Linked DNA regions of Mus musculus: region 1 is linked to region 2. The links are chromatin contacts, called in public HiCAR-type maps. All regions are on one chromosome and are shown on one strand. The core of a region is the stretch at or near the end of the contact, and the rest is flanking DNA. Distances in the headings are between cores, read along the strand shown.

What was found. HiCAR-type assays count read pairs that join an accessible place to other places.
Region 1: a contact with region 2 is called in a HiCAR-type map of Th17 cells, with 12 times the contacts expected there. The contact joins two enhancer-like sites. A contact is called at or near these places in 2 of 39 promoter capture datasets (the C10 cell line and pre-B cells), 3 of 15 datasets of contacts at CTCF or cohesin (CD8 T cells, large pre-B cells and pro-B cells), 58 of 484 Hi-C or Micro-C datasets (the 63-12 cell line, B cells, the C10 cell line and 27 more) and 4 of 115 datasets of contacts at active chromatin or transcription factors (Th17 cells, astrocytes, bone marrow-derived dendritic cells and 1 more).

The regions. Positions count from the first base shown.
Region 1 is chr6:144,955,073-144,962,408 of GRCm38.p6, reverse strand. No RefSeq gene overlaps it. Among named protein-coding and RNA genes, the nearest start is that of Gm46721, 14 kb to the right of the region's middle. Within about 2 kb of position 2,073, at least 22 of the 459 cell types and tissues checked have an H3K27ac peak or open chromatin away from gene starts, as enhancers often do. A contact at or near this core is called in Th17 cells and Th2 cells, where this site is marked.
Region 2 is chr6:144,635,537-144,643,153 of GRCm38.p6, reverse strand. It overlaps a transcript of Sox5 not described here. Among named protein-coding and RNA genes, the nearest start is that of Sox5os3, 34 kb to the left of the region's middle. Within about 2 kb of position 2,418, at least 35 of the 459 cell types and tissues checked have an H3K27ac peak or open chromatin away from gene starts, as enhancers often do. A contact at or near this core is called in Th17 cells and Th2 cells, where this site is marked.

The DNA.
Region 1 (7,336 bases), core at 824-3,323, 320 kb before region 2:
AGGGTAGAGGTGGATGTTGGGCGTCTTCCTCTATTGCTCTCCACCTCGTTTGTTGAGGCAGGGTCTCTTTCTGAACGTGGAGCCCAATAGTACGGCAACTGATACACTGTGAGGCAGGGGAAGAAGTGAAGTGGGGCTGGAGAGCCTTGGGTGCAGAGCTACAAAGGAGTAAGACCCTGGTTATGAAAGGCAGGAAGAAAACCAGCTGGGTTTGAAACCCATGCCCACAACCACAAGAGGGACCCACGTGCTCACTCACTGGTACCACTTTCTAAGAACAGCCTTAGAAAACTCTAAAGATGCTGATTAGTGAGGATATAAATAAAATAGAGATACAGGTGTTGGCCATTATTGTAGAGAAAGAAACGGGGTGCTTCCACCAGGCCACAGGGGAGGGAAGGATAGATTTATGGGAGTGCCCACCAGCCCTTTTCACCTGCCCTTCCAGCTGGTTGCGGTGCTGTTTTATTCTTACAGATTTTTTTTTTACAGTGTCTCTGTTCAGCCAGAAGGTGCTGCTAAAGTACAGTGAGCCACAGAGGACAAACTAATGCAGAAGTAACGGGCGCCAAGAGGGATAAAGATGTCAACTGTGCCCATATGAGAATCCAAGCACAAAGATATCCATTATGAGTGGAGAAGAGGGCTTCACTGTAGCGCGTACCCTCTATAAATATTCCAGCCAAATGTAAACATAGAGTACTGCCTTGTGATGTTTGCGGCTGCGTAAACAGCAGCCTGGCTTTTCTTCTCATTAACGCCCCTTTCTCGAGACAGGGGCTTCTATACCGTGAATCTGGGGCAACGTAGTATGATCCGTAGCTCCCCCCCCCCCAACAGGGTGTAGCGTACATGGAATAAAAACGAGAACTTAAAATCAGCAGACTTTTATTTTTATTTTTAACAAACACAGCTTTGCTTTACTGTATAAAATCCCATATGTTACAGGAAGAGCCCTGCGCGCGCAGGCAGCGAGGACTAACAAAGGAGTGGAGCGGAGCGCAGGCCGCGGTTTCAGAAACTTGGGATTTCTTCTGATGGTGGCAAACACCACTCAAACAAATACTTCTTCTAAAGATGTCACACCATCACTCAAAATGTTAAACCGTTTATAAAAAGAGTGTCTTTAAACTGAGCCGAGGCGTAATTGTATTCAGAACGACTCATTTTACTTTCAAAACTTAGACCAGGGTAACTTTTTCTCTTTTTTTTTTGAAGTGAAGCTTTCTCTACTGCAGGAAGCAAACTGCACCAAACATTTTTCAATATGGGATTACAGTTCACCCCAAGTTAACTCAATATGCCAACCAAGAATAGACTAGGGGACTCAGGGGCCCAGGCTTTTCAGCCTCCTTTGATACCCTGCATTTTAAAAAGCAAATGACTAAAAGTAGGTATGTGGAAATTATGTGTGCCCATTTATTGTCAGATTTTTCCTAGGTGTGTCAATACATGCAGATTTCCTCAGCTTGTGGAACGCAGAGGCAGGAGGACCAGAAGTTCAAGGCCAGCCTGGAATAGATGAGATTCTGTCTTAAAAACAAACGAAAGGAAAAAAAAATAAAGAGAGGAGATGAGAGAGAGGGAGGGGGAGGAGAAGGGAGAGGGGGAGGGGGGAAGGGGGAGGAAGGGAGAGAGGGGGAGAGGGAGAGAGAGACAGAGACAGAAAGAGACAAAGAGAGAGACAGAGACAGAGAAAATGAATTGGTTTGGCCCGGTGTGTCTAGCAAGCTGTATCCCAGGAGTACCCCAGAATAACTCATCAGTTCTAGAGGGAGTGGGCACCTAACCTCAATGGAACTTATTCCACTTACTAGAAACATGGTCATGTCAAAAAACAGAGTGAGGACCTTCAATTAGGTCTCAGGAGGTTTCCTTTAGTCACAAATTATAAACATCTTCGCCAGGCTCAGTGGGAATCAAGACTCTGGCTCCCTGTGAGGAAGCAAGCTGAACTCTGCAGGGCTGGGCTGACTGCTTTGTTGGAATCCTTTGCTGGCGATGCCATGGCTGCAGAGGAGGTGAGAGGGTGTGTCCAGGGCTCACGATTTCCCTTGCAGTTTCTTCTTCAATGGGGGATGAGTAATGAGAGGAAGGGCCTGTCAGCCAGACTTCATGGTTTTGGGGAAAGACAGAAGTGTAAGATGCATTCTGAGAATATGTGTGTTTGACTCTTAGTTATGTGAGGGTAAGGGAAATACTTCTATATTTATGTCCAAGAAATACCAGGCAAAACCCTTGTAAATTTGCCATACTCAGTTTAGAATATATATATATATTTCAAATCAAATTCAGAGAAGTGGTTTGTTCTTTGTGTGTCTCAAGGACCTGGGCCTAGAACTCACCATGGAGTTGGGCCTTGAACTCCCAATCTTGTGTTTTTGTGTTTTTTGTGAGACAGGACTTCTCCGTAGCTCTGGCTGGCATGGAGCTGCCTGTGTAGACCAGGCTGTCCTCAGACGCACAGAAATCCAAGCACATCTGCTGGAATTACTGATGTGTGCTACTATGCTCAGGCTGGCCAGTCTTTAAACATCTTATTTTCTCTGTTTTATCATATGCCTTATGACCCAAGGTGTACATTAATTTTTCTGTCACCATTTCTGGTGTGTATGGACAGGTTCTTCATTTATCCAGAACTCTCTTGTCCAGTAACTAAAATCACAAAATAATTCAAAAGGAAATATTTCTATATAGTTCATAATCAACTATTTTTTCTGATATATAGAGTTAAGAAACTATTAGTCTGATGGCACTGACCCAAAAGAATTCTTTCAAAACTTTAAAAATATTTTTTAAAATTAAAAAAAAGATTTATTTATTATGTATACAGTGTTCTGCCTGCACGTATGCCTGCAGGCCAGAAGAGGGCATCAGATCCCATCACAGATGGTTGTGAGTCACCATGTGGTTGCTGGGAATTGAACTCAGGACCTCTAGAAGAGCAGTCAGTATTCTCAACCTCTGAGCCATCTCTCCAGCCCTATTTATTTATTTATTTATTTATTTATTTATTTATTTATTTATAATGATGTATCTGATATGGCAAGCATTTGCACACGTGCACATGAGTGTAGTGTCTGCAGAAGCCAATTCTACTGGTTCCCTTGGATCTGTAGCTACTGGTGGTGATGAGCTATCTGACACAGTGCAGGAAACCAAACTCTGGTCCTCTGGGGGCACAGTGTGTGTACTTAACAATTGAGCCACCTCTCCAGACTCTTGTCTGTCTGCATGTATGTATGTCTTGTGCAGGTGGCCATAGGTGCTGAGTGTTCATTATTGCAACAGCCATGTCATATCCACAAGATGGTGTCACACAGTATTCTTCCCCATCTTCCGGTTCATATAGTCTTTTTGTTTCCTCTTCTGTCATAGTCTCTGGGGTTTGGAGGGGTCATACAGTTGTCCTGTTAAAGGCTATCAAAAAGAAATTCAATGGTAGGCTTGAGTCTATTTGTGAGAAAGCATGTCCGAATTACCTTTATGTTCACAAGCTTGGTGCCCTTACTCAACAGCTACATGTTCGATGCTAACTATGTGCAGGGTGTTTGCTCTGGGCCATTGGGATCTACAGGGATCCAAACCCAGTCCTCTGCTTCTGTGGACTACGCAATGTTCCAGCAGCAGGGTAAGGAATAGATAGAGCCATGGCTGGAGGGACAGAGGGTGGTGGAGAGAGTGGGCAGGAGCAGGAAGGGGTGTGAGCAGGGCAGATGGGGTGGGGCTCCTGGGATATGATGACAGTTTAAACTTCCAACACAGTGGGAACTGCAAGGAGGCTCTGAGCAGAGGGCAGGCAGGTGCCATTGGGCTTGCTTCTGAAAAGGACCCCTCTTGGATTTTATATTGAACGTTCTCAGTGAATGGCAGAAAGGTCCAGTGGCAGGCCTTGGTAATTCAGATGCCAGTGATAGTGGCTTGCTCTCTGAGGTAGAAACAGTATCGAATCAAGAAGGCATCTCACCAGAGCAGCAGAGGGTTGTGAGGCAGAGACAGGACAGCCCTGGAACGTCATCGTGATCAGCTAATAAAGGGGAGCCAGAAGGAAGGGGTCGATGACCACTGTGACATAAGTGACTTTCCTGAAATGTGCCAACAGAAGAGCAAAGGTGTGTCCTAACCTCAGAAGATAGATCGTCAGCACATGAGGGGCCCCTGGGACGATCCAGCAACCTCAGAAGATACAGGGTCAGAGCACGAGGGGCTGCTGGGATGAGCCAGCAGAGAAGCCATAAAGATGGAGGAGGGAGGGTGAATTCTGCAGGCATCTCTCAACCAAGGAAAGAGGCACCACATCGCTCTCTGCTCTATCCAGAGGTATCCCTCTGTTCCACTGTGAGACAAACACCTCTCCCCCTCCCCTTCCCCTTCCCCTTCCCCTTCTCCATGGTCCTCTGTCTCCTGTCTTTGTCTCTTATTCCTTGCCTTGACTTTGGCCACTTCCTCCTGAGGCTGATTCCAAAGATCCAGCTATCAAAGTCCAGCAATCAAAAGCCCCCTTTGGCTCATTACAAGGGCAAAAATCCACCATTCCCCCGCCCTCTTTTCTATCCCAGGCTATTGGAGTCCAGAAAGGTAGAAAGTCTTATTGATTTAAAAAAAAAACACTATTGAGAAGACATATCAAAACACTTTTCCCACAGACCTGTATGAACTACAACTGCCTGCCTCATCAGCCAGCATGATGAACAGAGCAAAGAAATGGAAAGTGTCCAGGTGTCCATCAACTGATAAACATCTACAGTGTGTGTGTGTGTGTGTGTGTGTGTGTGTGTGTGTGTGTGTGTATACTGTTCAGCCATGAAAAAGATCCTATAATATGGCTGGAAGAAGAGATCATCAAGATAAATGGAAAAACCTTCAGGAAAGAATAATACAGGTTTGTAGCACATGATGTGATTCATGAACTCTGAGGAGGCTGGTTTCACAGGCACCAAGGGTGGACTGAGGTCAGCAGAAGGTGGAGAATAGGAGGGAAGGCCAGGGAGAGGGTAGTCAATGGGAATTAACTTGTAGTTACCTAGGAGACAGAGATGTGCACGCGCGCAGTAGGGTGACTACAGATGAGAAGAACATAGTGTGCATTTCAGCAAGCTAGGAGAAAGGAGTGTGCTTTTATCACAAGGAAATAATAAGTGAAGAGAGAGGTGTGTTTAACCTGGTTTAAATATCACACAGGGCAATAGTATTAAATGCCTACTTGCTACAATGTAGTGCCGCGTAGGAAGAGGCTGAGTAAGGGGCTGCCTGGATGGGCTAGGCCTGTGGGCGTGCATGCCTGTAGGGGATGCATTGTTAATCGACACAGGAAAAGCCAGGCTGTTGGGTGAAGGAAGCACTGTTTGCTAGATGACAATCAACAGGCGTGGGGGCACATTTGCTTCTTACTGTTCCTGACTGTGGATGTGATGTGCCTGGCTGCTTGTAATCTTGCCTTGACTTCTTTTTTTTTTTTCCTTTTTCTTTTCTTTTCTTTCTTTCTTTTTTTTTTGGTTTTTTGAAACAGGGTTTCTCTGTATAGCCCTGGCTGTCCTGGAGCTCACTTTTATGACCAGGCTGGCCTGGAACTCAGAAATCCACCTGCCTCTGCCTCCCAAGTGCTGGGATTAAAGGTGTGTGCCACCACTGCCGGGCTGACTTTTTCTGAAAGATAGATTGTGACCTGGAATTAGAAGCGGAACCAGCCCTTCCTCCCTTATGCTGCTTTTCTCCTGATGTTTCCCACAGCAGCCAGGATGAATTTAGAACACAAAGTATCTACATTTCAAAGTATCACCTGGCTCTGCATGGATACAAATCATTGTTATGTATTAGCCAAAGACAGTAGACTGTTTATACAAGGTGGAAGTCAGTAGCAGTTTGTTTCTACTTGTCTTCCAGCAAAACCAGGGTCAGCTAGAACAAAAAGGTGGGTAAGTTTTCCTGTAATGGGGTGCCTTTTTTTGTTATGACGTCATAGTATTTAGGTCCAGGGGAGTGGCTAAATCCCTCCAGCACCAGTTTAGTCCAGAGTCACAGAGCACAAGCCATATGCTCATAAACTCTTCCAGCTCGTTGTGTAATCCAGCATCCGAGAAGGGATCTAATTCACTGAAGTCCTCCACTTCCAGAGGACATGGGTAGCGGGGGCCTTGCAAGCCAAATAAGGATAAAAGTGACGGTATTAAGTCTGTAAAGAAAACGCACTGTAAACTGTGACTTCCTCCTTGCTTTTGATAGAGGGGCTTGTTTATTTGCCCTCCATCTTCAAAAAAGCAAACTCTGCGGCAGTGAGGATGAGTGTGGGAATCTTGTCCGAACAGTACAGCTGTTGTTCACTCTGTGCAGGGGCGGGAACAACCTGCAGCCTCCTGCAGGCCTGTTAGCCTTCATGCCCGGCTCCGGCTCCAGGAACTCAGAGGAGGCCCTCATTTGCAGGCACAGATTACAGCGCTCATGGGAAAATGACATTTGGGATCTAGCATGGAGGCGTGGGGTGATTTTCCAGCACACAGTAAGCGCTAAACATGGGAGTTGAAAAGACTTATGGGACGATATGGTGACCGTAGTTCATAGCTCATTCTCTTGAAAAATGCTCCAGAGTGGCTACAGAGTGTTTCTCACTGTAGAAATGAAGCCTGTGTGACGTGATGCCTGTGCTAACTAGCTGACTTACCTGTGTCACTATGCACATGCCATAGTGACATGTCATGACATGTCATGTTACACACACTTCCAAACATGTTGCCCATGGTAAAAACACACAGCTTATCTGTTAATTGAAAAGAGGAGTTAAAAACCAGCAACCAATTTCCTTCCTTTCATCTTCTCTCTCCTCTCCCTTTCATTTCCCTTCCTTTTCTTTTCTTTCTGACTATTTTGATTATTCCTTGACTTTTGTTTCCTACCCATTAAATCGATCTATTTTTTCACAATCACAGACACACACAGACACACACAGACACACACAGACACACACATACCATCTCCTTCTTCCCCCTTGCTCTTTCTACTATTCTTCTTCCCACCAATTTCCCCTCTGTTTCATGTCTTTTGTTGGGTGTGGCCCACTGCATTTAATGAGGGTGCCTATGTGAGGACTAGTTGGGGTTCCTTACTTGATCCAAAACAACTCCCCAGGGATCACTCCACTGAGGAATATGAGTAAGCAAATGGCCTGAAGCTCCTCAGGAGCTAGGGTGGGGGCCTCACGAGCCTCTCCCCACTTCCATGACAGAATGTGGACAGCCTAGCCATGGCTTTGTCTCCTTTCTTGAGTTCCGCCTTGGGAACCATGATCACAGGGAGTAAACAGTGAGCAGGACTCTCAACCACCCCCGGGGCACAGGACCAG
Region 2 (7,617 bases), core at 1,169-3,668:
GGGAGGTCTGTTAGCTCATACCTCAGTCATTCGTCTTTCAGTCTAGTCCCAAGTCTCCACAGCCAGCATCAAAAGGCCTGAAAAATCAATATTTGGGTTCTGAGCCTTCTGCATGGGGGTGGGTGGGCACTGCGACCCACCTTTTTAATTTGCCCCCTGATGTTTTTCTCTAGTTTCTTTTCCTCGCCTCTTCCTGAACTAGGAAAGGCAGGGATGTTTTATCAAGCCCCGGTGGCCACTTCCACCAGCGTGCATCCCTGCCTGTTAGTCTTTTACTGTTACACACATTCACACCTCATGTATTTTGCTCTAAAACAGAACATCTGAGTTGATTCTGCGCTTGCAAAGACCTCAGAGAGATGGAAGATGGATTTAATGTTGCTGTTTTTAGATGGGGCTGTAAATAGGATGGCAGCTGTCCTTGGATGCATAGCTCATATACGGTACACACGCTGAATAGACGCAGATGAAAGATTGCACCCAATTAATCCTCACAAAAACCCTACATCTCAGCCATCAAAAACCTTAACCATAGTGTATGTATTTATTCTATACCCCCACAGATGTAATCTCACACTTTGAAGGGGACTCGTAAAGAGAGTGGAGATGTCTACCATCCCCAGGAGGGTTCAAGTGACCTTTTAAATCCTGCAGACAATTCAAATCTATGTACATGAATGATCTATCAATATTGGTTAGGCACACTTCTTTACGATGCAGGGTCAAGAGGTTGCTCTTTATAGGAACTGTTCCTTTGCTGGAACAGGCTGAAGCAGAAAGTTCCTGTGAAAGTCAGAACGTGGCAGTCACAGCACAAGAGCCCCCCAGAAGGTTCCCATTGAGTAGCAGTTGAGGATTTCTGTGACAACCGTCTCAAGTACATTGCTAACAGGATAGGCATGGTAGGTAACCAACTGTCCAGGAGCTTTCCCCAGATACTGCTGGCTGGGGAGATAACGTAGTCAGTAGTAGCCTGTGTGTCCTGCAAGCATGAGGTCAGCTCCCTAGCACTCACTCATAACCCCACAGCAGCTGGTTATAAATATGCATGCCTGCAATCCCAGCTGTGGAGGCAGAGGCAGGAGAACACTTGGGAACTTGCTGATCTTGCCAAACTGGTGAAATCTGAGTTCAGTGTGAGAGGCTTTGCCCCAAGAAATCAAGTGGGACGTTGACTAAGGAAGGCATTCAACAGTGACTTCTGGCCTCTGCCTGCTCACACACACACATGTATCCGCACATACCTGCAGGCCTCTCTCTCTGCGTGAAGAAGTGGTGGCTTATAAATATTTGAATGTGAAAATTCAATGTATAAAATTAAATCATGCATTTAATCATTGTGTACATAGGTGGTTTTAAAGTTCAGGCAGTAACAGAGGACGACAAATCAACTGCCCTGGAGGACACTGGGTCCTGCGGGAAGGCTTCCTGAAAGTGCTAATGACTTCCAGGGAAGCTGAGTAAGCGTTTCATTTCATAAGCGCTGAGGGGAATGGATCATGACCATGGGGGAGATAAGAACATCGATGGAAGAGGGACTTCACAGCCAGAGATAACATGGCGTGAGGCACTGTGGGATGGGGACACATGGAATAGGCTAGGGTTACCATTCTCCTACATATTTTCTATGTGTGAAGGAAGGCTGTTTGGAGCCTCCAGTAAGGGGGAGGCTGGGAAAAGCAAGTAAATTATGGAGAGAATTTCACTTTTACGCCTCTAACCGCAGTTTGCTTTGTTTCTGGGACATCCCCGGCGTTAAATCCTGACTCTGGTCCTTTGCTATCTTGTGATCTTAAGCAATCTTCTAAACCTTTCAGACTATCTTCTTCAGACACCGTGAGTTCTGATGTTTACCATGAGGCAGTGCATGGGCCAGACATGGTGACACACTACTCTAAGCCTAACCCTGGATGAACAGAGAACCCTGCTGTGCCAGGCTAGCTGGGTCAACATGGTGAGATTCAGAGAAATGTGGCCACATGGTGAGACCGAGTTTCAGAAAACAAGTGAATCGCTGTAAGAGATCCCTGAGTGGCACACGGCTACACGATATGTGGCACACAGCCATCCACGTGTGTGGCACACAGTTACCTGATGTGTGGCACACGGCTGCCCTGTGTGTGGCTCATGGCCAGCCACCCAGTGTATAATTGAGAGATAGTCATTTACTCATCTTCATCTGTGTCTTCTTGGCCACTGTTTGATAGCGTCACCTTAGTGTCTGCCTTAGTCTGCATGAAGCTGAAACCTAGAGGGCTGCCCGGGAGACTCAGGAGCTCTGGGCCAGGGTTTGGAGACCTGGGTTTTAGTTCCCATTGCATGGTGACTTCAAGTGTTCACTGTCAATTCAGCCCTCTCTCAAAGGGAAGACTGGGGGATGAAAGTCCGTGTGACTCACAGCCTTGTCATTCAGCCCCATGTCTCATGGGCAGCCCAGTGACCTGAAAGTGCTAACTTAGATAGCTGAGTTCCAGTAAAGGCTGACTAAACCAGATATTTTCTGTTCTGGTGAAATGTGATTTGTAACACCTAAACTCATTTTAAAGAGCTGTGCTTGCCCCATGTTTGCAGAAAATGGCAAAACTCAGAGCAAGTAATGCATTGGAATTCATGAAATATGCTAGGCCTGTGGTCTCATATCTGTTATCCCTGCCTTTCAGAGGCTGAGATAGGAGGACCACCATAAGTTTGGGCCAGTTTAGGCTACACAGTAAGAGGCTAGTCTGAGTTAGTGACAGAAACCTCATCTCAAAACAACAAACAGCAATAGCAAGAGGAAAACCCACGAAAGAAGAAAGAAAGGATAAACTGACAAAGGCAGTGACTGGCAGCTTTGAGCTCGCCCACGGGCTAGAAGAGCAGGTTGTGCAGTGTGTTCTCCCATGGCTGTGGACCTCAAAGCTCTGATGGGGCTCAAAGCATGAAGATGCAGTCGGTCAAATCATCTAGAGAGGTGCACATGAAACATACTTGCTCAGAACACTCTCTAAATGTGGAGGGGTTCACACCCAGGTGCTGTTGGCAGGGTCATTGGGTCTAGGACAGTTAACTATAGAATCCAGACCACAGCTCTTTGATGTGTCTCCTCCAAAGACACAATGTAACTACTATTTCTCTAAAGGTTTTTTCTCATTATCATTTTGAAGTGAGCAGCTATGGCCCTGTAGGATCTTGATGTACCCTCCCTTCTGTCTCCTGTTTTGTTTTCACCTGTTAATCTTGTAACCAGCCACTTCCCACATGGATTACCTTGTAATTGAAACTGTAAAAGCCCATGGCAGGTAACCCTATGGCTGGCAGATGGTCCCCCTGGTGTGTCAGCTGTCTCAGAGGCATTAAAAAAGAACTACAATGTGGTGAGAGAGAGAGAGAGAGAGAGAGAGAGAGAGAGAGAGAGAGAGAGAGAGAGAGAGAGAATCAGAAACAACAAAAAGATAAAACAACCCTCCCCACGCACACACACACACACACACACAAAAAAACCCAGATTCTATAACTCGAAATTTAACAGAATGTATTTGCTAACACTTTCCAAGCTGCCTCAAGACCCAAATTCATGTAGAGAGCATTTTCTGTGGAGCATGAAGGGAGTGAAGTGGGGTGGGTGGGATGAGCATTGGGAAGCCAGCAGAGGGAGGGTGCTGCCACAGGCTTCCAGAAGCTCAGCTTCAAGTTGGTCTTTTGGTGGACTTCTCCTGTGGGGGTGGAGAGCTGAGCAGACATCCCCTCCAGCTGTTGGTTGGTTTAGCTCATTCTTACGGCAGCCCAAAGGGGAGAAATGCTTGTTCAAACAGTAGATATTCCATAAAAGCTAACAATTATGGCAGGGTCTTTCAAAAGGGAAATTACATTAAAGATGAATGAGGGCATATTGAAATAATTACGTTTTTAAGGTGTGTAACATTAAAAGATATTGAATAGAATATCGACTGTTTTGTGGAAATAGCAATAATGAGATTCCTGTCACCTAATCTTACAATAATTGGGTTATTATTATGCAAATGAAGGTGTTACTTTGTAAAAAAAAGCAACAGAGCCAGGCAAATCCTTCAGGCAGCCCTTTATTCTGCAAGCTGGGCTGTCACTTCTTAGATGGAAGACCCTCTTCTCACCCACTTGGAGACACTCATTTTATGATTTGCTCTTCATTTATACCATGATATTTTTCCTCTGCCACAGGTAGCAGATTGGTGGCTGGTGGTGTAGTGTGTGCATGCCCGTGTTAGCTTAGGTGGAACCCAAAGGAATAATTAAATTGTATAATTATTGCCTACTGTCGTCTCTCAAAAATGAAATGGAATCACTTCTCCCGCCAAGGACACATGCTGCAGCCTTATCTCCCCCCTGCACATGCTCTGTCTCTGTTGTGTGATGTCAGGTGGCGGCTGGGTGACACAGGAGCCAACAGGTCATGTTGGGCCAGTAGACCTCCAAGGACACAGTTGTCCAACTATTGTGACTGGGACAGTGAGTCTATTAGTCATGCTGAGATCACCAGCTGGCTTTGTTAGGCTCCCATGGCACCCATCAGACGAGGAGAAAAGATGGAGCACTTATCCTACTGGTTCAGGACCCAGGGAAATCTGTGTGGTAGCAAGGAATGGTTTTTCACACCACTGATGGCCCAGGCATTGGGCAAAGGGAGGTTTTGTTCCCTGGAAATGTATGTCCTTACAATGCCTGCCGTAGGGAATGTCATGTTTCCAAAGAGTGACACAGAATTTTGCCTTATACATTCTCCAGCTTTCCTACATAGAGAAAATGCCAGGACCAGGTAGAGGCTGATCCTTACTGACATCTCATGATGGAGGGGTTTTTTTTTTTTTTTTTGATTGAATACTCTAGATTAATCATGGCCAAGCAGTTTTGAGCAAAGCACAAAAGACAAATTTCACTCACCTGGTACTTTTGGTCCCAAGGATTAGGAGGTCAAGAAAATCTAAGCCTTATCAATTTATTTTAGAATCAACTGAGACTGGATAAATGTCAGGGCCGGAGCTCAGGTGCTTATGTCCCTCAATCTTCTCAGGTAGGACCAGGCTCCGGGTGGCTGGTGTGCACCACAGCTCTGTTGTGTCCTGTCTAGTAGACAGATCTCAGAGTCTATTCCTGTTTATGCGATGACTGCCCCTAGGAGATATTTGTTACTAGGAATAAAGAAGAAAATTTAGGGCCTACTTTTCAATAATTTATAGTCCCAAAGAGATTAATTCTGATTCATTGTGTTTTAGCAACACTGCTAATTCACTTGCCTCAGGAGAGTGAGATTTAAAAAATCATTTTTTTCCTGTTATTTTAATCTTTTCATTGTTATTCATTTCTTATACTTGGTACCGCAGGACACTTTCTCAGGATACAGGGGAGGAAAGCGAGTACCCTTAAAGTTAATTTGTGGAAAGCATCTCTGGAAGTGGAGAACTGTAGCGCGTAGCTTAAGTTAGAACGCGTTCGGATGCTGTTGCAGGAGCCTGGGAATTTCTTTTGCAAAGCTTGGGTTAGCTGGTGTTGCAGATCAGCATTTTGCCCATGCTATGCCAGCTCAGTTTCTAGTTTTTTGTTTTCCCCATGGCTTGACCTTATCGATCCATGCTTCCAGACCTCCTGCGCTGGGGAAGAGAGACTGCAGGGCAGAGCAAGGGCAGTGAGGTATTTTCAACATCGTGTCTTGCATCTTGTTGTCCCTCATTCCACCTGGTCTGAAGTAGGAGCTCCGGACTGTATTGGTAGTGCTAACCATCCCCTGAACTGATTTATTCCACTCACTGAGGCTACCCTTGAAATCCGAGTCAGTTCTCATGGTGGAAACCACAAGGAGACCAGTGAGTGGTTCTCCTTATAGCAGCACCGGCCTTGCCTCCCGTGGACCAGGTTGTCTAGACATGCACAGGCCTTGCCGCTCTTGGGTTTCACAGCACAGCTTACCTTGATTAAGGCCGTTGTGCGGCTGACCTTTACAGATGGGATTTCAGTGAGCCGGTGAACAGCAGCTGCCACCAACCCACAGCAGTGGCAGACACTGCAGATGAGTGTCCCCAGGTTGGAGCATAGAAAAATTTGCAAAAGAAAGAAATGTTAGAATCCAACCATTCCCAATAGGATCTATAAAGACGAGAAATACATTTTTAATACATTGGATGTCCCATTATCTTTGTGCAAACAGAGTGCTTGTAGTGACAGGTGTGACGTTTGTTGCTAGCAGATAAGAAGGGGACCTCATTTAACCTGGAGCAGGATACTGTCCTGCCACCAGGTACAACAGCATCAGACTGTATCTTCCAGTGACAGGCAGTGAAAAATTCCAAAGAGGGTCCCAGGCAAGCCAGGGAGACTGCTGCTGATACCCACTCTAAGGTATCAGCTTCATTCCCACACCCGTGGGAGCACCCTGGCTGAGCATGAGGCTTGCTTGACTTTTGTTACAATTGACAACTGAGAAACTCTTCTAGGACTGGAAGATCACAGCCAAGAAAGCACTTGCCATACAAGCCTGAGAATCTGGGTTCAGGTCCTGAGCCCACGTGAAAGCCATGTTACATGCATGTGGTCATGTGTGACTGTAATCCCAGCACTGGAAGTAAAGGCTTTAGAAAGATCCCTGGGGCTGACCCCTATGTTCAGTGAGAGATTATGTCTCAAAGATAGTGTGCAGAGGAATGGGGGAAGACAGCCGATGTTGATGTCTGTCTGGGACATGTGCACGCATTTGCACACGGAAATGACCACACACAGAGAATTGTTTTAATTGCAATAACTGACTGGTGATTCATGAGGGTACAAATGTCTTCCCCTCTCTTCTCCATCTTCCTTTCTTTTCTCTTCCCTTTCTTTTTTTTTTAAACAAATTTACACCTTGTTTCCTTATGTTTTGCAAGCTAAAATGAAAACCATAGGAACTAGGGGGACAGCTGTATACATCTGTGATATAGTCCAAGATGCGCATTCTTGAAACATCATCTAGGTCAGGAAATACTTGACAAATAATTCCAGCAACTTCTCCATGTGTTCTACCTACTTGCCACCCCATGCTTTTTCTACAAGTATCATCTGAACGTGGTATTTCATTATGTTTTATCATCCAATCAGGCATCCATAAACACTATAATTAGCTTTGACATTCACAACATCTTGGTATGTCCTTCAAGACCCTTTTAGTCTGTGAGCTACTTTGTTTGCTTTCTTTCTGTCTTACCTGTTTGTAGATGTGGGTGGGTGGTTGCATTTCCCATGGTGTGACTTTTGGGGACTGTACACTCATGGCGCATGGTATGTTCTTTTGTATCATCTAAAATATAGCTGCCGGCCTCGAGGACTTGACCAAACATGCTTGATCCCTTTGTAGGACTTTTAAGAGGTGCTGTGACTCTTCATCAAGGGGAATGTTATCGGTTTCTTCATGTTGTTGACATCTCCTGATGCTCAGTGGTAGCAACCATTAATTCATTAGGGTTTCAAGGTAGAAATAATCTAATTATAGCATCTTGGTTTTTGTTTATTACCTATAATCATTTTATGAAAAGACACTTGCCAGTCAACAATTCAAGTATCAACTTCTACGTTCATAGAGAAAATGTAGGGTTATTAAAATGATTGTAGCCTCTATTTTTAGATTTTATTATT